Regions from separate parts of the Sus scrofa genome. Here region 1 is linked to region 2. Evidence: chromatin contacts called from public promoter capture Hi-C data. All regions are on one chromosome and are shown on one strand. The core of a region is the stretch at or near the end of the contact, and the rest is flanking DNA. Distances in the headings are between cores, read along the strand shown. Region 1 holds the start of ASL (argininosuccinate lyase). Region 2 holds the start of RABGEF1 (rab5 GDP/GTP exchange factor).

Region 1 (6,868 bases), core at 906-3,405, 260 kb after region 2:
CAGCAAGCATTGCTGGGAAACCAGGACAGCTGCATGCAAAGCAATGAAACTAGAACACACCCTCACACCATGCACAAAAATAAACTCCAAATGGCTGAAAGACTTAAATATAAGACAGGACACCATCAAACTCCTAGAAGAGAACATAGGCAGAACACTCTCTGACATCAACATCATGAATATTTTCTCAGGTCAGTCTCCCAAAGCAATAGAAATTAGAGCAAAAATAAACCCATGGGACCTCATCAAACTGAAAAGCTTTTGCACAGCAAAGGAAACCAAAAAGAGAACAAAAAGACAACTTTCAGAATGGGAGAAAATAGTTTCAAATGATGCAACGGACAAGGGCTTAATCTCTAGAATATATAAGCAACTTGTACAACCCAACAGCAAAAAAGCCAATCAATCAATGGAAAAATGGGCAAAAGACCTGAATAGACTGTTCTCCAAAGAAGATATACAGATGGCCAGAAAACACATGAAAAAATGCTCAACATCGCTGATTATAAGAGAAATGCAAATCAAAACTACCATGAGATACCACCTCACACTAGTCAGAATGGCCATCATTAATAAATCCACAAATAACAAGTGCTGGAGGGGATGTGGAGAAAAGGGAACCCTCCTGCACTGTTGGTGGGAATGTCAACTGGTACAGCCACTATGGAGAACAGTTTGGAGATACCTTAGAAATCTATACATAGAACTTCCATATGACCCTGCAATCCCACTCTTGGGCATCTATCCGGACAAAACTCTACTTAAAAGAGACACATGCACCCGCATGTTCATTGCAGCACTATTCACAATAGCCAGGACATGGAAACAATCCAAATGTCCATCGACAGATGATTGGATTCGGAAGAGGTGGTATATATACACAATGGAATACTACTCAGCCATAAAAAAGAATGACATAATGCCATTTACAGCAACATGGATGGAACCAGAGACTCTCATACTGAGTGAAATGAGCCAGAAAGACAAAGACAAACACCATATGATATCACTTATAACTGGAATCTAATATCCAGCACAAATGAACATCTCCTCAGAAAAGAAAATCATGGACTTGGAAAATAGACTTGTAGCTGCCGGATGGAAGAGGGAGGGAGTGGGAGGGATCAGGAGCTTGGGGTTATCAGACACAATTTAGAATAGATTTACAAGGAGATCCTGCTGAGTAGTATTGAGAACTATGTCTAGATACTCATGTTGCAACAGAACAAAGGGTGGGGGAACAAATGTATACATGTAAGGATAACTTGATCCCCTTGCTATACAGTGGGAAAATAAAAGGAAAAAAAAAAGAAAGTTAACTATTAAAAAAAACAAAAAACAAAAAAGTCTTTTCTCCCTATGACCTATGGAACCAAGACCAAACCTTCTCCTTTGACATTCAAGACCCTGACCTGCCCCAGCCTGCTTCCCACCTCTCCTCCCCACCCCTGTCCTCAAGCCCCTGACCCTGTGTGATAGGCTCTCTGACGGTTTCCTGTTCTCCAAGCAAGCCATTCACCTTCTGGTCTCTGGCCTCGAGGACTTTGCCCAGGCTGCTCCCCCTGCAGGGAATGTTCTAATCCTTTTTCGCTGAGCTAAAAGCAAAATGACCCATCTTCTATGACGCAGCTCAGGGGACATCTCCCCCAGAATGTGGCACTTCCAGGGCAGAAGTTCGAGCCTGTACTCCTGGCGCCTAGAACCCAGGCTCTCATTCGTGCTGAAGTCGTGTCAAGGACCCCTGAGAACCCCCAGATAAACGCCCCGCCCTGCACTGCCCTCTGTGCTCCCTGCACACCTTGTCCACGCTTTGTTAGAGCTTCTTGACGCAGGTATCATTTCTTCAGTGTCTAACTCTGTATCTAGTGCAGAAGAGGTGCCGGGAACGTGCTTGTTGAATGAATGAAAGATTGGGCATGCCATTTCACCTTATACCTCTAGTGAGCCCGCCAGGCCCGGCCCAGTGTCTTTGCCTCTATCCCTAGCCTAGGTCTCCCTCCTGTGCCCGCGGCAGTCTGCAGTCTCGAGCACGGTCGCTCAGGCACCACCCTCACGGTTCCCTACCTGTGGTGGATCAGCCCCGAGCAGCTCGGAGGCGGCTCCGCCCACAGTCCGGATTGGAGGGAAGAGGCAACGCCCACCAGGCCGGGCCGCCAGGATTGGTGCGGCTGCTGCCAGGAGGAGGGGGCAGAGCCAGGCAGGGGCTGACGCTCCCGGCCAGAAAAGCCCAGCCGGGTGGCTCCGAGAGACGCACGGCGCAGCCTGGCGGTGGTGAGTGTGCGGCTGGACAGGCGGGGCGGGCGGGAGCGGAGGACGTAGAGGACCCGGACGAGCGCGCTAGGGCTGCCCACGTCCGCCTACACCAAGCGCCGTGCCCCAACCTGGAGCCGCCTCGCCCCAGGGACCCCCGGCCAGGGGGCCGAGGAGGTCCTCAGTCCTGTCCTGTCTTCCAGACCCGGAGGACTGAGGCTCCCGGACGACGAGGAACCGCCCAACATGGCATCAGAGGTTAGTGGGACCTCGGGGACGCCTATCTGCCGAGCCTCCAAAGGAAGGGGTGGGGCGCCCTGGGGGCCGGTCGGGGCGTGACCTGCGCAGGCGATCTTCCCGCCGCCCTCCTGGTAATTGTCTTCGCTGGCTCCAGGCGGTGGGTATCCCATGGCGCACCTGCCAGAGCCCCAGGAAAGAACTTTGTCCTGACTTCCCGGTGTCCCCACCACCGTCTGCTCTCCCTCCTCCCCTGGCTAACCTACCAACTCACACGGCTGAGGAGGGTGCCCCTGACCTGACTTGACAGTGGTCTAAGCCAGGAGGAAAAAGGTGCTGCCCACTCGTTCAGCCCCCTTACCTCCTCATTCCTCCCCACCCCACCCCGTCAATCCCCATCGTGTTCCCCTCTCCTGGTAGCAACTGGTGCCTGTGTAGCAGAGTCCACGTGACTCTTGCCTGTGTTAAGAGCCGGGAGGTAGGGGACTGTGCCTTGTGGCCCCAGTACCTGGTGGCTTCCGGTCTCACTGGCCTCTCCCCCTCAGAGCCAGAGGACTCCTGGGTCCTGACAGTGGCAGGAGGCCAAGACACAGGTTCCCTTCCTTGGGCCTCAGTTGATGTATCTGGCAGATGGGAATAATAACAGCTGTCTGTCTGCCTCTGTGAGGTACTGGATCATGAAGTCATTGCTTTGAACCCGTCAGGTAAAAGGGGCTGTTTGCTCCATCCCAGTGAAGGGAATCCTGGGCCTGGGGAGCAGGAGGTCTGGGTTCCAGTCCCTTCTGGCCCTCCAGAGCTGGCAAGTCACTTCCTCTTTGGGCCTTAGTTTGTTCTTCTGAGTAAAGTGGCTAAGACCACCGGCCCTGCTGGCTTCTGGGTCATGGTGGAGGGTCTATGGCAGGGCCTGGACTTTGGATTCAAAGAGACTTGGTTTTTGAAGTAGTTACTCAACCTCCCTGAACCTCTTTCCTCATTTGTAAAATAGGGGTAACAGTGCCCACCTCCTGGGAGGGTGTAATAGCGTCTGGAGAGTGCCTAGCACAGGGCCCCACAATAGTAGGTGCTCAATAAACGGTGTTAATGACACGAAGAGTGACAACACTGCTATTCCCCACGGGTGTTCAAAATTGGCTGTTGCTCACTCATCCCAGCCCAACCTGGTGTCCCTGTGCCCTTGCCCCAAAGGGACCCTTCTGGCCCAGATGTGCTCTGGCTTACAAAGCCCTCTCCCACCACCCGGCTCCTCACTCAGTGCCCAGGAGGTGGCACCTCACTCTGACATCCTCCTGGGGTCCTTTTAGGCCTGCCAGTGGGATAGAAGCTCGGTCCGATGCGGAGTAGGTCCAATGCGGAGTAGGCCTCCTTCAGGAGACTCTGCTTGCCCCAGGCTGTCCTGTGGGTTGGCACTAATTGGTTTGGCTGCAGCCCCACTTGTTAAGTAGTTGTTATTACGAACAACCCATGAAGGGAGTCCAGGGACCTGCTGGGGAGGTGCTGCCCAGCCACTGGCTGAAAGGCTGACTCCCTGTCCTGACTGGCTGGCCCTGCCTGGCCCTCTGACCCCCGTGCTGAGGACCAGGGAGGGCCTCACGTGGTGCTTTGCTGGAGGTCTAGGGTTGGCTGGGCAGTAGAGGGCTGAGCAGCGGGTCCAGCCTCTGAGGGGCACAGAAGCTGCATCTGCAGGGCAGAGTCCTCTGGCAGCCAAGGCTGCTGCACACTGAGGGTCAGCTCAGAGCCTGGGTCCAGAGCATGGTGGAGGTCTCGATGGTGCCAGGAGTGGAGTTAAGGCACACCCAGACCCTGGCAGCCCCCGGCCAAGAATTTACCTAGAATTTACTGTGCTCTGTGTGCCATTAGCTTAATCTAATTGAACGCTCGCAACTCCATCAAAAAGGTGTTATTGTTATTCCTAGTTCATAGAGAGGCAACCCCGAGGGTTAGAGAGATTACACAACATACGTATGGTCAAGAGGCTAACACAGGTTTGGGACACTGCCGGGGGACAGAGGAGAACATATGCCCCCGGAGGCCACTGTAAACCACCCCTCCACAGAAAAGATGTCAGTGAAGTAACATGTCCACCTCCGCCCAGCACCCCCTCCTCCCGTCCTTGACACATGTCCTTGGCATACCTCCCTTGGCATGCTGGGCGTTTCACTGCCCCTCAGGGGTTCTGCGCCCCCTCCCCCATCTGTCCCATGCCCTGACCTATGCCCTCTTTCAAAACAGAGGTATCTCTGTCCCATCCCTCTGCCCTTGGCTCCAGGGGGGCAGAGGGTCAGCCAGTGACCTCCCAGAAGGCAATAACAAAGGGTGCCTCAGGGGGCTCTCCAGAGGGGGAGGGGGACGCTGGGAACCTAGCCCCACCCCCAGCTGGGGGAGGGAGACCCAGGCAGCGTGAGACTGAGGGGGCCCCTCAGGTGCCTCCTCGCTGTCCCTGAAGCAAAAGTTCAGAGCAGCAGAGCAAGCAGAGGCCCTGATGGGGTGTGGGGTTAGCGCCTCGGGCTGCCCCTCTCTGTGGCGCAGTAGCACTGGTACCTCCTTCAGAGGGTGGCCGATGGTGCCTGGCACACAATGAGAAGGGGACGTATGTTAGTATTATTGTCATTGCCCCTCGAATAGCAGAGCTGGATTCCAACTCTGGATTCCAGAGTGATTTCTCACCTTGATCAGTGGCAGGAAAGGTCCCGGAAGTTCTCTGTGGCCTCAGAGGTGCCTGTCACCATCTCCCTAGAGCAGCGCCGCCTGGTGGGAAAGATGCCCCCTAACTTCAGCGTCCAGCCAGGTTCCCGCATTCACTCCCTGAGTGACTCCGGGCACGTGCCTGATGCTCTCTGAGCCTCAGCTCCCTCATCTGCCCAGTGAGAAGCTCCCTGCCCGCCGGCTGCCACCGCCATCAGACTTGATATCTGTCCCAAGGGCCCTTTGTGAGAGGCACTGTTCTCAAGGGGGGAGGAGATTCACAGCGTCTGCTCTCCCGGCTAGAGCGGGAAGCTGTGGGGTGGCCGCTTTGTGGGTGCAGTGGACCCCATCATGGAGAAGTTCAACGCGTCCATCGCCTATGACCGGCACCTGTGGGAGGTGGACGTGCAGGGCAGCAAGGCCTACAGCCGGGGCCTGGAGAAGGCGGGGCTCCTCACCAAGGCCGAGATGGACCAGATACTCCACGGCCTGGACAAGGTACCCTCCACGCCCTGACCTCCCCCCTCCCCACCCGCCCCCGGGGTCCCAGGCTTCCATCAAATCCCCGGGCGCCCCTTGCAGTGTCATCCCAAGCATCTCCCGTCCCCTCGTGGTGATTATAAGCCCAGAGAGATGCCCTTTAACCTTGTGCTGTGCTGTCTCTCTTTATTTTTCAATGCCCCTGTGGTCCGTGGCTCCTGAGCAAAGGTGCACCAGGCCTGAGATGCTCCTGGGGTGGGTGGTGACACAGCCCCTCCTGTGAAGTGCTGCAAGGACTCAGCTGCCCGTGACTGCCCTCCTGACCTCTGTGTTGCTGCCACCTGCTGCAGGTAGCTGAGGAGTGGGCCCAGGGCACCTTCAAACTCAACCCCAATGATGAAGACATCCATACGGCCAATGAGCGGCGTCTGAAGGTGCGACACCAGCCCCGCCCTCCACCCTGCTTGCCCTGCGTCCCTTTGAGCATAAGCACCAGCATTCTCTTCCCTTCATCATATGACCTCAGAACAGGAGGTCTCGGCAGGGATGGCAGGGACGTGGGCAGCACCAGGGGACCCTGAGGCAGGGAGGGAGGGCCACAGGCTGGGGAGGGGTGCGCCCCACCTGGGCTGACCCCGACCGCCTGCTTCCGTGCACCCCCCAGGAGCTCATCGGTGAAACGGCAGGGAAGCTGCACACAGGACGAAGTCGGAACGACCAGGTGCTGCAGCCCCCGCCCCCGTCCCCACCCTGCGCCTTCCCAGCCCTGGGGAGCACAGGCAACAGAGTTAGGGCTCAGCCTCGATCCTGGCTCCCCAGGGAAGCAGCACATCTGTGTCCCTGAGGGCCACCTCCTTCTCCCCACAGGTGGTCACTGACCTCAGGCTGTGGATGCGGCAGAACTGCTCCGCCCTCTCGGCCCTCCTCCGGGAGCTCATCAGAACCATGGTGGATCGGGCAGAGGCGTGAGTCCCCGGGACACCGGGTGGCAGCGACGGGATGAAGGCAGCTGAGGACTCTGCTCCCCTGAGACAGGCAGCCACAGACCTAGGTGGTAGGGGTGTTGAGGGTTGGGGAGCCAGGCTTTGGGGCACAGGGGTTCCCAGAGCTCCTGGACCGAGTGAGGCGGAGCAGGAGCAGCCAGGCGTGGGGCACTTGCTGCAGCATCCCTCCCTGAGGCAGCCCCGCTCAGCAGCAGGGCAAGCTCACCCTTGCAGAT
Region 2 (7,029 bases), core at 3,648-6,147:
GCTCATCTGCATGTGAAGAAATACTTGTCCTTGTCTGTCTGCTCCATTTTCATGTTAGAGCCCCCACAATAAAGTACGCCTGCTAAAAATAAGGCTCCGTGATTAACCAACAACATAAAAAATAGATGTACTCAAGGAACTTGTCAGGAAGCACAAATTCAGACTCCAGTGCTGATAAATTTGTAACAACAGTTCACTGAGAAACAAAATGAAAGCGAACCTGAAAAACGTGCAATCCCCTCTATTTAACTTGATAATGTAAAACAGATCCTTAAATTAAATCAGTCCCAGATCTAAGTGTTTTGACCACATTATTTTGCCAGCACCAGAACTGTTTTTATTGAATTATGTTTTGATCTTGTGTCATCAACCTACACAATGAGACAATGAGGAATTTTTACTAAAAAACAAAGTAAAACACAACCCGGCCCTCTGAAATGCATGCTGTATTTACTTAAGGATGTAGTTGAGGAGTTTCTCAATACAAGGAATCCAAAGGAGAAACTGGCCTTTTATTTTATGGTCACTGAACCATGGAACTGATTAAATTTCTCTCTGAACTGGCTACCAAAAAGCTGAGTTGAATTTGTGGCCCTCGAACAAATACTTAAGACCTCATCCAAGTACTTTGTAAACAGATCTCATTCCTCTTTCCGTCTCATTTTTCTCCGACAGTTCTGAATTCCTCTCCCCTTTATTTCTGTCTATTACCAAGAATAGTCATATTATATTGCATATATCTTTGTTAAGTCATTATGATTCTTTTAGGGAGCAAGATGTGATAAAAGAACAAAAACAAACAAACAAAAACAGCATAGGGAGTTCCCATTGTGGCTCAGTGCTTAACGAATCTGACTAGGAACCATGAGGTTGCAGGTTCGATCCCTGGCCTTGCTCAGTAGGTTGAGGATCCGACGTTGCCGAGAGCTGTGGTGTAGGTTGCAGATGCGGCTTGGATCCCAGCGTTGCTGTGGCTCTGGCGTAGGCCTGTGGCTACAGCTCCGATTCGACCCCTAGCCTGGGAACCTCCATATTCCATGGGTGTGGCCCTAGAAAAGACAAAAACAAACAAACAGCATAGCACAATAAGAAGATATTTTCTTCTATTAATAAGCGTTTTATGAGTTCAGTTTCTAGAGGCATTATCTTTCCTGTGTGCCCAAGAAAAAAAGCGTGGTAGCAAATAATATGTTTAAAATTAGGAAACGTTAACAACAGAGGAACTACCAAAATTAGACACTTTCATTACATATATTTAACTCTGGAGCATAAAGAAAATTGTAAATATGTAAAAATCCCCCTAAAGTCATTTTTATTTTTAAAATACAAACGAAATCACCACAAATGCAGTTGCATCTGAGTATTAATTCTGAACAAGAACTGAATGAACCAGCGTCAAAGAAACTTAAACAGTTTTTGTACAGCTTCTTCTGAACTGCCCTGTGCCTAGCACCAGGGATGCTGCCTTAACCTAAGACAGCACAGAAGTTAGAGCCCCCAAAGCTCTTGCTACAATCCTGCTTTGGGGATTTCACTAATCTTCTTGCTAACATTTGAGGAAAATAAAAAGCTTAAGACTCTCTCAGTGGGGAAAATTTTGCCCTACTATGAACTCACACTTAACGTTCTGATCATAACTAACTTTTAAGTACATTTTTATCTAATGAACTGATTGTAATTACAATCCTTCACCCTCCTAGTGACCATAAGCAAGTGAGCTATGCTACCAGAGACATGCAAAGATGTTCTACCACACAATAAAAATTACACTTCCTACCCCACCGACGGCAATTTCATCAGCAACAGGAATCTCACTTGAAAGCAGCACCACAAAGTACAGCCTTTTCCTAAAGAATTTTTGGAGCTTTATCCAAACAAACAGATAAAATAAGAGCTACACAATAGTGCATGGGATAAAAAGATACGTCGACTGTTGTTGTTTCTCCAAGTGTTGACTCAACAATAGTCTAGATTATTTCAAGGCATTTTAGTCATATGAAATAACACATATAATGTTTCTACAATGCTTTATGACAGAACTGAACATTTAATAAGCCTTTCAAAATGTTTGGCCTCTATTGTAAAACTCCTTTTTTTTTTTTTTTTTTAGGGTGACAAGTTTATTGCTGGGTTAAGAAGCCACTTAATAGCATTTCCATTCTGAGTCACAGAGCAGACAGGTATGTTATGCTACACAGGTATCACCTACATTTTAGGGATGGGTCAACCTGCTAGAGATGTTTACTTTGCAGCCAATAGAAACACATGTGCCAACAATTAAACTCACGTGGTCAACACAAAAATTCTACTTCTCTAGTCAAACACTGACAAGAGTAAATGAAACAATATCTTAGTTCTTCTATATGTAGATAATAAGTACTGATCAAAAATGTTTTTTCTGAAAACCAACCACTGAAAATCAGAAATCAATGATTCCTTGGAGTTCCCATTGTGGCTCAGTGGTAACCACCCCAGCTGGCATCCATGAGGATGCAGGTCTGATCCCTGGCCTCGCTGAGTAGGTTTAGGACCTACTATGCTGTGGCATAGTCCTTTAGCAGCTATAGCTCCAATTCAACCCCTAGCCTGGGAACTTCCTTGTGTCACAAGAGCGGCTCAAAAACGGAAAAAAGAGAGATAGAGAGAAAAAAAAGAAAAAGAGGAGTTCCCGTCGTGGTGCAGCAGAAATGAATCCGACTAGGAACAATGAGGTTGTGAGTTCGATCCCTGGCCTTGCTCAGTGGGTTAAGGCTCCGGTGTTGCTGTGAGCTGTGGTGTAGGTCACAGATGCTGCTCGGATCTGGTGCTGGGGTGCAGGCTGGCAGCCACAGCTCCAATTGTACCTCTAGCCTGGGAAGCTCCATATGCCCTGGGTTTGGCCCTCAAAAGACAAAATGACAAAAGACAAAAAGAAAAAAAAGAAAAAAGAAAGAAAAGGAAATCAATGATTTCTCAAGTCCTCATGGAACACTTCTGAAAGCCCAACTTGGATTAAGAAGCAAAGAGATACAGGCAGAATTCCTGTTTATAGAAGCTTACAAGTAAGCAGGGTCAGACACTCTCCCACAATGACTAAATGAGAAGAGAATTCAATTCATTTAAGGAGCAGAAAAGATTAAAATACAAATAGCACATAATCAAGCACTATGCTGGGAACAACCCTCATCAGTCAACACACAGCAGCCTATGTGTAAGCCTTATATAAAATTCCATTTTAACCAGGCAAATAACCCTCCTTAAAACCCTTCCCTGGTCCTGCCATCACCAGATAAAAGCCCCCCAAGAATCTCCTGCATCTTTTCCCCTATCAGCCACCACAGCTCTGCCCTGCACTTTTTCACTTTTCAAAAACCACCTCCCGGGAGTTACTGCCCTCTTCTCCTTTAGTTGCCCCACGCCCACATTCCCACTACCCCTAAAATTCCCACCCCATCTTGCTAGTCTGAATGTTACTCATTCTTCAGGACACTTTCAGATACATTTCACTCCCTGCGGTCCCTCCAGACACTTGGGGTGTCCCCCCTCAGTGACCTCTCTTAGCTCACACTGCTCACATTTATGGCAAGGATCTCTGCTGTCCTTCTCCCTTAAAGTGCCTACTTTCTGGAGAAGAAAATGATGGCTTGGAAGGTCCCCAAAATTCAAATCCTTCAACACTTCTTAATTTTCCACCTGAGAATCAGTAACTCTTAAAACTAACGTTATCTGTCATGAAATGGATCGAATAAAAATCAAATCTTCTTGCACCTCTGGGAAGCTTCCTTGGTACTGCTTAAGTTACTTATTAGTAACCTTAATAGACTTGGGGGGGGGGGTAAGTGTACTTTTGCAGCCTTAGGTTTACAGAAAAAGGTACAACAATGAGTTAATCTCAAAAACAAAACAAAAGCCACAACTCTTCAGATCCAAAAAACGACTCCCCAGGTGATGCTGTAAACTCATCCTGACCAATTTTCACATCTAAGCTCATGAGCAAAGCGAGCCCCCATAGCCCACGGACACATTTCCCAATCACAGGGCTTGGCCATCAGCGTTGAGACACCACCAGCAGACTCTGATCTACTCCCTGAAGCGGCTGGGTCCCTCCTCCTTGTCGACTAAACTTCCGTGATGAGCATCACCTCTGCTCTCCTCCAAGACGGTTCGGAAGCAGGGACTTGTGCTCCTAACCTCAGGCCCACAACTTTGTCCTCAATCATAGGGCGAAAGTTAGGACCAGTCTTCCAGCTCCCACGCCGCGAAAGACAGCATCCTCCCAGCTCCCGGACCCTTCCCTCTCTGAGACCGACGCGGGTTCCCGAGGTCCCGGCGGCCCTGCCCAGGCCGGGCTGCGACGGGTCCCCAAGGAGCCCAAGGCACGACCCAGCCGGTCACCACCACAGGTGTCCCTTGGTACTCTGCCGACTGGACTGAGTGAGCCGGTCGGAGGGAAGCCATCCCGCGAGAGCTGGACAGGCGGCAGGAGGCGGCCAGGAAACGAGACGCGTCTGTCCGTCGGAGTTGGGCCGGGCCGCGGGCAACTTGGCGACAAGCGCCCTAAAACGGCAGGCCGAACGCGCAGAGGATGAAGGGGGCCGGCGACGGCCTGGGACCGGCCAGGGCCCCGCCACCGGGCCCTGGGCTGGGACGAAGGACGGCAAGAGGGACCGGAGCGAGATGGCCCCGGCCGGGTGGACAGCCTAGACCAATGACCCAGCAGCCCCTGTCGGGACGGCACCGCCACCGCGAGTCGCGAACCGCGCCCCCCTCGGGTCCCGTCCGTCCGCCCCGTACCTCGCCGGCTGCTCCACCCGCGTCGGGACCGCAGCTCTCCCCGCGTCGCTCGAGTAGGTCCCGGCGCCAGTCCACAACCCGCCCTCACGCCGGCCCTCCCTCTCGCACGCCCCGCCCCCGGCGCCGCGAGCGCACGCCACGCACGCATGACGTCACTTCCGGGGCTCGGAGCTCGCCGGGAGGGTGTAGGTGCCCATCGGCATCTGCCCTGGGTGGCGCGAGGGCGAGGCTGGCGTGGATGACAGTGGCGACAAAGCCGTCGGGCATGAGGAAGGAGGCGCCCTCAGCCCTAGTGCTGGGTCCCTGACCTGGAGCGTTCAGAAGCCGACGGAGAAGCCGGCGTTTCCCTGTCTTTTCCTCACCCACTGTATTTGGGAATCCCACTGAGAGAGACGCTGCTCATCCTTAGCTCGAAATGGGAGGCACTGGAAAGGCTGCGGGAGAGAAGTCTTTGGGCCAGTGGACAGTTGCAGTCTGTGGGGAATGAGGCTGCCTGAGAAAGTAATGAATCCCATAGCTTCACACGGATCTTAGGATTTTGAACGTGGTTTGAGTTTAAAGGACCTTAAAGAGAGTGACTGACCTAGAAGCAGGTTTTATAGCTGAGCATAACTGAATTCCAGAGGTTAATAAGTTACCCAGTGTCACACAGTATTAATGATCGAGTCATAAATGGAATCCAGTTCTCCGTGATTCCCATTTCAGGAATGTTGGAGACAGCGGCTGCCTCTGTATTCTGGATGGTATCTATGGCACAAAGTGCAGCCACGACTGGGAGAAAAAAAAAGAAAAAAGAAAAGAAAATACTAGAGTACAGTGTCTGGAGGGAGACCTAAGTTGGAATACCAGGTTTGCTAAATGCTGCCTCTGATCTTGGACAGGTTGTCTAATTTCTCAGTCTTTGCTCATTATTTGCCAAATGGAGATTGATTCATTCCTCAGATTATTCCTAAATTCTGTAGGGAAGCAGAATATGCCACCCAAAAATATGCCTCTGAGAAAGCAGAGAAGCCCTGAAAACAAACCAGAAGTTAACCTTTTGTACAGGAAATGAAGCTAATGAAGGAGATCACGTTAGTAAAGGGGTCTCCCTCTGTACCTGGGAGAGAAGGATGACTCTTAGGTCACTAGAAGCTCAACTATGGATAAGACACTGACTTAGAGCTGCATGACAAACCTTAAGCTTATTTTTATTCCCCTGGTCACCTCCCATAACTGGTCTCCCCTACACACACACACACACACACACAAACACCTTTCCTGTTTTTTCTTTATTGGAAAATGGTATTTAAGTGGGCATTCTAAGCCTTTTCTCAGGGTATCTCCTTTGTATGTGTGAGGTATACATGGTAATAATTTTCAGTTTGTTTTTTTGCTTATTACTCTTTTATTATAACTTAGAAGAGCAGAGGGAAAATGATTTCCCCTCCCCTACAGCACCTAATGTGTGTGCTAGGCCAAGGATACCAGACTGTTAAAAAGTGGTGGGGGGGGTGGGGGAGTACCTATGCTGAGAAGCTTACATTCTAGGGAAGAGGTGGTGGGGGGGGAATAAGTAAATAATAAATACATTATGTACAATAGTACATGAGACAGCAGTGATTGCTTTGAAGAAAAATCATGCAAGGAAGGCCAGCCAGTCAACCAGGAAGACTGAGGTTTTTGGGTGGACAGCAAAGCCCTGGCTAAGGAGGTGACTATGCAACTATTTGGGCAAAAGTGTTCTAGGTGCAGGGAACAGCAAGTGCAGAGGCCCTCTGGACATCACCAGCCTGTGTAGCAGTGAATGGAGGGGAGGTAGGAGAGGAGGTCAAAAGGTAATGGGCCATGGGGAAGGGACTAGCCAAAGTGAGGACATAGGAAGGTCTGACTCACTGGGGCCATTAAGGGAACAAACTACCACACTTGCCTCTGAGAGAAGGGGTGGTGGTGGTAGGGTACTGAGAAGGGGCACCAAAGGTATAGTTAACTGAGGAGGCCATGTTTTCTTGAGATGGATGATAGATATGTGGATATTCACTGTATTATTCTTTAGTTCAATTTATGTGGTTTTTTTTTTTTTTTTTTTTTTTTTTTTTATGTGAACCAACTTATAAAAAGCAGTCCCACTGCGAATTCCCATTGTGGCTCAGGGGGTTAAGACCCCGACTGGTATCCATGAGGATGCAGGTTCGATCCCTGGCCTCACCCAGCGGGCTAAGGAGCTGGTGCTGCCACAAGCTTCGGAGTGGGTCCCAGACTTGCTCGGATCTGGTG

The links. Promoter capture Hi-C pulls out the DNA fragments that hold promoters and counts their contacts.
Region 1: a contact with region 2 is called in a promoter capture Hi-C map of fetal liver, with 3 times the contacts expected there. The contact joins the promoter of ASL here to the promoter of RABGEF1 in region 2. A contact is called at or near these places in 1 of 5 promoter capture datasets (fetal liver) and 1 of 2 datasets of contacts at active chromatin or transcription factors (alveolar macrophages).

What each region holds. Positions count from the first base shown.
Region 1 is chr3:16,635,326-16,642,193 of Sscrofa11.1, forward strand. It overlaps ASL (argininosuccinate lyase), which reads left to right and starts at 2,156. Exons shown (of 17, transcript XM_021086360.1): 1 at 2,156-2,271; 2 at 2,454-2,508; 3 at 5,473-5,667; 4 at 6,000-6,083; 5 at 6,314-6,370; 6 at 6,517-6,614. The coding sequence starts at 2,497. It overlaps LOC102161858 (a long non-coding RNA gene), which reads right to left and starts at 5,466. Exons shown (of 2, transcript XR_302139.2): 1 at 5,152-5,466; 2 at 4,370-5,051.
Region 2 is chr3:16,371,707-16,378,735 of Sscrofa11.1, forward strand. It overlaps RABGEF1 (rab5 GDP/GTP exchange factor), which reads right to left and starts at 4,898. Exons shown (of 9, transcript XM_003124438.6): 1 at 4,774-4,898.